2 separate regions of the Rattus norvegicus genome follow, and region 2 is linked to region 1. Evidence: chromatin contacts called from public Hi-C data. All regions are on one chromosome and are shown on one strand. Each heading gives the region's core, a stretch centred on a gene start, on an enhancer-like site or on the middle of the called end of the contact. The rest is flanking DNA. Distances are from core to core; before and after follow the strand shown.

Evidence for each region. A called contact is a pair of places that touch in the nucleus more often than the background predicts.
Region 2: a contact with region 1 is called in a Hi-C map of liver, with 1.6 times the contacts expected there. The contact joins the enhancer-like site here to the promoter of Rin3 in region 1. A contact is called at or near these places in 3 of 12 Hi-C or Micro-C datasets (liver and psoas muscle).

Annotation. Positions count from the first base shown.
Region 1 is chr6:127,194,028-127,197,916 of GRCr8, forward strand. Rin3 (Ras and Rab interactor 3) reads left to right here and starts at 2,622. Exons shown (of 10, transcript NM_001414929.1): 1 at 2,622-2,905. The coding sequence starts at 2,865.
Region 2 is chr6:127,239,807-127,243,449 of GRCr8, forward strand. Rin3 (Ras and Rab interactor 3) reads left to right here. Exons shown (of 10, transcript NM_001414929.1): 3 at 2,495-2,612. Among named protein-coding and RNA genes, the nearest start is that of Rin3, 45 kb to the left of the region's middle. Within about 2 kb of position 1,650, at least 10 of the 93 cell types and tissues checked have an H3K27ac peak or open chromatin away from gene starts, as enhancers often do.

The sequences.
Region 1 (3,889 bases), core at 1,372-3,871:
GTATCATCCGTGTTCTCTCTTAATACAGATGAGCAATGGAGTATGAGAAAGTTGTTCCGGCTGCTGCCCAAAGAGGCCTGGGGTTGGATTTGAACCCATGGCTGCCTTCTGTGCCCAGCTTTCAAGTGGAAAACTACAGGACTGTTGATGGAGATGGTAGAAAGGCGACTGTGGCTCAGGGAAGCGCTGGCCTCAGGGAAGAAGTGCCAGTAGGGCCTGGTGGGACCCTGAGAGGGTGGCTAGCAGCAGTAAGTGCATGGTGGAGAAGTTGTGTAGGTCAGAGTGGCTAAGGCTGCTCCCTGGAGACCACACTTTTCCTGCCTTTCAAGAAGAAAAACTAGTTTGATTGGGTTGCAATTCACCAACTTAAAGTGTATAATTTGATGGTTTTCAGTATAGCCACAAAGTTGTGCAATTGGTACCACAATCCATTTAAAAACATTGTCATCACCCCCAAAGAAACCCCATAGACACTGCCAGTTGCTCACTACCACTCTCCCCTCCCCCCACCTTCTAGCGAACACCAGTTTATTTTCTGTCTCTGTGAAATTGCCTACTCTGAGCACTTCATGCAAATGGAATGTGTGCTTAGCGACTGGCTTCTGTCGCTTAGCACGTTTTCAAGATTCATCTATGCAGAAGCACCCTGTTGTTGGGCTCCCATTCATTCTGTGGCTCGATAATATTCCCTGATTGAATAGCCCTCATCATATTTACCCTTATCATATCGAATTCATCAATCGATGAACGCTTGGTTGCTTCCACATACTAGCTACTGTGAATGGTTCGTATTTCTCTTCTCTTTCTCTTTTTCTTCTTCCTGTACTGAGCGGTTGAATGTAGGGCCTCCCACACACATGGCGGGCAAGCATTCTACCTCTGAGCTCCAGCTCTGCATAACAGAATAAGGCCGATATGAACAGCCATATACAAGGTTCTGCATGGACACACAATGGTAGATTGCCTTCATCTGTCAACTTGACACAACCTAGAATCACTGAGAAGAAACTCTCAGTAAGGGATTGTCTGCATTACGTCAGCCTGTGAGTATACTGGTGAGGGACTGTCTTACTTGAGTTATTGATGTGGGAAGACTCAACCCACTGTGGGCAGCACCATTCCCTGTGTAGGCTGTCCTGAGCTGTGTAAGAGTAGAGAAAGTGAGCTGATCGCTGATCATAAGCCAGGCAAACGTGGCCACATTCATTTCTCTTTTCTCGTGACTGGATGTCATGTGACCAGCTGTTTGACACCCTGCCTTGACTTCCCCACAATGATGAACTGTAACCTGGAATTGAAAGCTGAAATAACCCCCTTTGGTTATGTAATTTCATTCTCCGAGTTGCCAAAGCAGCTGCCCCATGTACGGTTCCCAGCGGGAGACTTTTTTATTGTTTATATTTCAAATGTTATCACCTTTCCTGGTTTCCCATCCATAAATCCCCTATCCCATCCCCCTCCCTCTGCTTCTATGAGGGTGTTCCCCCACCCACCCCTTCCCACCTCCCTGCCCTGACATTCCCCTACACTGGGACACTGATGCCCAACAAGGCCATCCTCTTCTACAAATGCAGCGGATGGTGGTTTAGTCCCTGGGAGCTCTGGTTGGTTGGTATTGTTGTTCTTACACGGTTGCAAACCTCTTCAGCTCCTTCAATCCTTTCTCTAACTCCTCCATTGGGGACCCCATTCTCAGTTCAATGTTTGGCTGCAAGGATCCTGGGGATCCATCCCATATTCAGCCACCAAACCCAGACAATATTGCTGATGCCAAGAAGTGCATGCTGACAGGAGCCTGATATATAGCTGTCTCCTGAGAGGTTCTGCCAGAGCTTGACAAATACAGCAGGAGACTGTTAATTATGTTTCTCTTCTTACTTCCACAGGCTGATTTGGAGGAAATGCCAAGAGAGAAGTGGTTGTGACAGGTGTGTGGACACTCTAGCATTAGAGTGTAATAATGGGCAGAAGCCAAGGACGTGGATGGAAACTGGGTTACTTCTAAAATGTACAAGACAAGACAGTCCCAAGCACACAACATTTCATCTGTCCCCAGTTGTCTAAATAATGCCCAGACTGAGAATGAATTAGACAAGGTGACATTTGAGGTGCGCTATTACCTGGTCTCACGGGCTTAGCTGGCTCAGGAGACATTTTTGAGTGTCTGGCACTTAAAGAAGAGGCCTCACACCTCGCAGCTGTTGTGTAAACTGGTAGGTTTTCTCCTTCAGCCTCTGTCTGGCTGTTGAATCTAGCACAGGTGCCTTAGATGTTAGGCTTGGTGCATGATATCTGCCTTGTTAAATAGTGAGCTTCTCAACAGAGGAGGCATCAAAGAGAGAGAGAGATAGCACGGCCACCTGTCGGGACGTGAAGGTGGTAGCCCGCCTTGGGAACAGGAGTGGGCGAGGGTCGTGGTTCCCCCTGGGATGTAAGAGGTCTCATTCGGGCCCTGGGCCTCGTCACCTGCCGGCCCTTAAGGGCCACGCTGCCCGGTGCCAACTTGGAAACTTTCCTGTGAGTTTTCCTCGCAGGCTCTGGGCGGCCACAGTTCGTGTTGTCCTCGACCCCGGCACCGCCCGCCTCCAGGCCCGGCCCCAGGGGCGCGGCCGGGCTTCCGCGCGCCCCAGGGGGCTCCCTGCTGCGAGCAGCCGCGGCCGAATGGCTTCTGACAAAAAACCCTTGACCACCAGGGCCGGCCTCTTCCTGCAAGCCCCGCGCGCTGCGATCCAGGAAGTGGAAGGCAGCGGCTCCGCGCTTCCCCACTGGGCGCGCGGCTGGCGGCGGCGGCCGGCCCGGCCCTCGGCGAGGGACAGCGCCAGCGCCACGCGGAGGTCGCCGCGTCCCCAATCGCCCGCCCCACAATGCGACGCGCCGAGGCTCCCGCGAGCGCCCACCCTGCCGGGTAAGTGGCAACCCGTGCCCGTCGCTCCCGAGGTGGCCCGCGTCCTGCCCTTTGCTCAGCTTGGTCCCCTAGAGCCCTGGGTGCCCCGGATAGTGCTCTGGGCTATGGGACATCGTGGGTGTCATGCTGAAATGAGCGCCCCCACCCCACCCCCCGCGCGATCCCCCAGTAGGGACCAAGACCGGACCTGGGTTCTGCAAGGAAAGGGGGCGGCCTTGGCGACTGCCGCACTTAGCCAAACTTTCAAACCCAGACTTTGTTAACTGGAAAAGCCGCGCACGCTGTGCGTCTGGGCGGGTTTGGTAAGAGTATGTTCGAGCCCAGGGTATCTGTGTAGACATGGCTCCAGCCAGGGCTGAACTTTGGATGCAAGCACTCGCTACCCCAGCCCAGTCAGCCCCATGCACCATGGTGCACCGCTGCTCTGCTTGAGCTCCAGCTTGCGTCCTTGGGTCCTGGGGCCAGGATGGGGGTGAGGAGTAGGGTAGTAGATAAGAAGCACTTAAAACTTTAGGCAGGCCCATCCAGCAGCTAACTTTCTGCCTGGATTGAGGCGCTGCCGGGATCCCATCTGCCACCCTGCTGAATCAGCTGGGGACAGTGACCTTTGGACTGGCCTTCACAGAGCCTGTGTGCGAGGAGGATCTAAGGTGCTTGGGTGCAAATGATTGGCGGGATCCCCCAGACGCAGATGCAGTATGAAGTGTGTGGAACTAAATGGCTTGGGGACAGCCATTCGGGAGGGATTCCTACTTTTGTGCTCTTCCCTACCCCACCCCACCCCCACCTCGAGACCTTGGCCACTGCCCAGAGCTGCACACCGCTGGGAATGTCCTGTCATCCCACCCAGTCATGAGAAGAGCTCAGGAAGGGTCAGCAGGAAGCAGTTTCTGTAAAAGCCAGGACTTTCTGAGGTGCAGCAGATGATAGGAGACTCTGGAGTACCATACTTTGTATTTCCGTTTAAAAGTCCCGGGCCTGGTC
Region 2 (3,643 bases), core at 400-2,899, 45 kb after region 1:
CGGGGGCTGTCACCACTGACTAGTTCAGAGATCAGATGGAGAAACCCTGGCTGTTCACAGAAGTTTGTCCCCAGTGTGGTGCACAGCTCAGTGCCCCACTTGGAAAGGGTGGGGGACGGGTTCCTAGTGGATTGTGTTGAGAGAAAGGTGAAAAGAGCCAGAGAAGCCAGACTGCTGACCCGAATGTCTGTCAAGTCTGGTTAGTGAGGATGCAGACCATTGAGGTCTGCTAGTGACCTGTTCAACCAGGGAAACCTCTCAGAAGCAGGCACCTTGGTAGTGTGGCCAGTCAGTAGTCACCCTGCTGAGTATCCAGGAGTGATCAGATGTCCTAGTGCCGGCTTCTGTCATCTGCTTTCCACACAGCTCACCCTGGCCTCTCTCCACTCAGAGCCAAGGCCTGAGGTCTGCAGCTTGTAATTAAGGAAGTCTGGTTTTCCTGCCCAGGAGCCCCCTGCACACCCTGTCACTTTTCTAGTTTACAGAGACTCATAGGAGGACAGAAACCCTAGAATTCCAACATGTGCTCCCAGATCTAGCCAGCTGCATTTTACAGGGGTCTCATTGCATAGGCAGGAATGAAATGGTACCCACCCCAACTCTGCTCATCGCCCCTAGGTCAGGGCAGGGCTGGTCTGAAATCCCTGTTCAGCCCTCCTCTGAAACCAAGGGCTCCTGTTAGCATAACACCATGCCTGGTCTGGAAAAGTTCTTACAAATGACAGATGCCCCTGCCTCAGGAAATTCCCAGGGTTTTGAAGCTCTGTACCAAGAACTGGAAACAAAGACCAGCTGTATTTCATATTATGGCACACCCACTCATACATTCATTGACATGCATTTCCTCCAGCCCCACTGGTTCCCACAGATCTGTGGGCAAAGAAGCAAGTTGATCTTGAACTTGTGGAGGAAACAAAGTAGCTTCATATTTGAGAGATATCCTTGGGACAGTTCAAGGTCAGTGTCTCAGCCATTGTCTCTAGGGAGTAAGGTCTAATGGAAGCATCTAGAAGCAAGGAAACAGACCAGCAACTCCTCTTCTCCCCCCTTCTGCTTCTGGTTCTCATGTTCTCTCCACCCTGCCCAGAGAAAGAGAGATACTGGTCTCCCATTTCCCACCTCAGCTAACTTCCACATGGGCCATGCATGCTCACAGCAAAGCAACCTTCAAGAGCATGGCGAGATGGTGGAACCTTCAAGAGCATGGCGAGATGGTTCCATCTTAAGAACCGGATTACCTGACTCTCCTCTGTTTCCTCATTACCACACCCCTAGTAGACTTAGTATGAGAAGTTGCAAGTTCAGGCTTGGGGCCAACTGGGGAGACAGTACATGCCAGCCGCCGAGGACCAGGAGTGGTGAGATCACTGTGAGTTTTATTGCAACCCTGCATTCATAGCTGCTGTGGACCAGAACAGTGAGCCCACTGTGTGTTTTATTAACGACACTACATTCATGCCTACGATGATCTGGCTGTGTCATGGTGGGATTAATAAGCAGTAGTTGTGGCAGCAGAACTGGGGACCTAAGGAGAGGTCTTCTCCAGAACCTCCCACACTCGGGGTCATGTCCTCACACTTGGGGATGTCCTGGGATCCCTGTGCTCCTGCCAACCTCAACCGCTTGGCCACATTCCTAGTCTTGGGATTTCTAGCTGAGCTGTTTGGGACCTGAGCCCAGGAGACAGAGTTCAGGGACAGAGTGAGTATGGAGGGAACGGGGACACTGACCAAGCACTTTCCTTCCCTTGATAGAATGTTCGAGGGAGTCAGAACATTCTAGAAAGTGTCATCTGGGGAGGAAGTGTGGCCTGGGAAGGACTTTATAAAGCAGCAGTTTGTAACAAAGGAGAGGCTTCTCCCTTCCATTGCACCTGGGAGGCCACGCCCCTGGGGACCACGACGGATAGAGCCACTCCATGATCGAAAGTGGTACAACCCAGGCAACTTAAGGAGACCTTGTCTCAAAATAAAGAACAATGAGTGGAAGGAAGGCTGGAGCATAGTAGAAGCACCCTGCTTAGCACACACGAGGACGTGCTCAATTGGTACCACGAGGTCCAAACAGAATATTAGCTACTTTCATTTTTACAAAAGGGAAAAAATGTCTAAATTTCCCGATAACCTATAATTGTTTTCAACATACTTCCCACCCCCTTCTCACCCCCTCCCCCAAAAGAGCTGGGTGCTAGAGAATGAATTGACATTCAACCAACTCCCAACTATGGAGGCTTTTCTGAGCCTGGATCCCAGACCACCCTCATACAGAATCCCACAGCTTCCCCATGCATCCACCATGCATGGGCTCAGTGTAAATGGAGACTTGGGGATCTCAAATTTGGATATGGGTCAGGTTCACTTTTCTCAAGGGATGAGTGACCACCTTCCCCAGATGTTTGCTTCAGATTCCTTCTGGATGATTTCCATCTTGCTGATGACCCCCTTGCCTCCGCCAAAGCCTCTGATTCACAGAGCCCCTGCTTCTGCTGTTTCAGATGTTCCTGGTGTGCCGGGACAGCAGCCTGAAGCGACTGGTGCTATGTGTCCACTTCCCTTCTCTGAAGAACACCTCGACTGAAGTTCTGGAGTACCCCATCAAAGAAGAAAAGTCTAGTAAGTTCTTACTTCACCTTCCCCACTCCAAGCCACAGCGGCAGAACGTGCGAGCTACAGACCCTACATTCTTTCCCCCATGAATGGGGAAAATCATTCTTAGGGTTGGCTCCAAGGTAGCACTTTGGATTAAGTAAGAGTTTAGGAGGATACCCATGTTGGTGTGTCTCCTGTGCCTTGTTTCAAAACATTAAGCAAAGTCACATTTACCATTCACTTTCTCTGTTCACAGCCTATATGTAGGCTCTGCTTCCCGGTAGCCATGGTCAAGTTCTCTCTCATTTGCTGAGCACAAAGAACAACAGAGAAAGAGGAGAAAATAAGATGTCTGGTCCTGGGTTCCAGTGACTTATTACTACATCCTCGAGCCATGATTTGCCATGTGTCATGTAGCTTCTCTGAAATTCAGCTTTCTCTTTCCATGGAATGAAACCAACAGTCACTATCCTATCTCTATCCCAGAGCCTTCGTTAGGGTCACATGGGCAAGCACTTCCAAAGGCAAAACTCCCGGGTGTACACAGGGCTACCAGAAGAGATATGGGTTTGTGGGGAAACTATTTGGAGGGTCTATAATCCAGGCTGGCCTCGAACTCATGCTCCCCCTAGCTCAACCTTTCCGCTGCTACTATGACAGGTGCAAACCACCATACCTGGATTCCATGGTGGCTTTGTACTATTAAAGACATCTTGGAGTTTGGACCTCTTCTGACCTATGCTCCCTTCTTTTGAACCATCTTCTGCCTCCTTTCAAAGACCATGTGTTCACGTGTTAGGTTTTGAACTAAGATGCCTGTGACAAGAATTCATAGACTATTCCAAGCACTAGCTGACACCCATAGAAACAATTCCAGGGTGTTCCCTGAAGCTCGTCACCCCAGGTCAACAGTAGAATGACAGTAAGTACAACCTGGGTGCCTGCTTTTCAAAACACTGAGAACCTACATGGATGAAGAATGGCTAAAGAATATCTATTGTGTGAGGGTATCTAAGAGGAGGAAGCCTTAAGGCTAGAATATTGAAGGTGCTTGT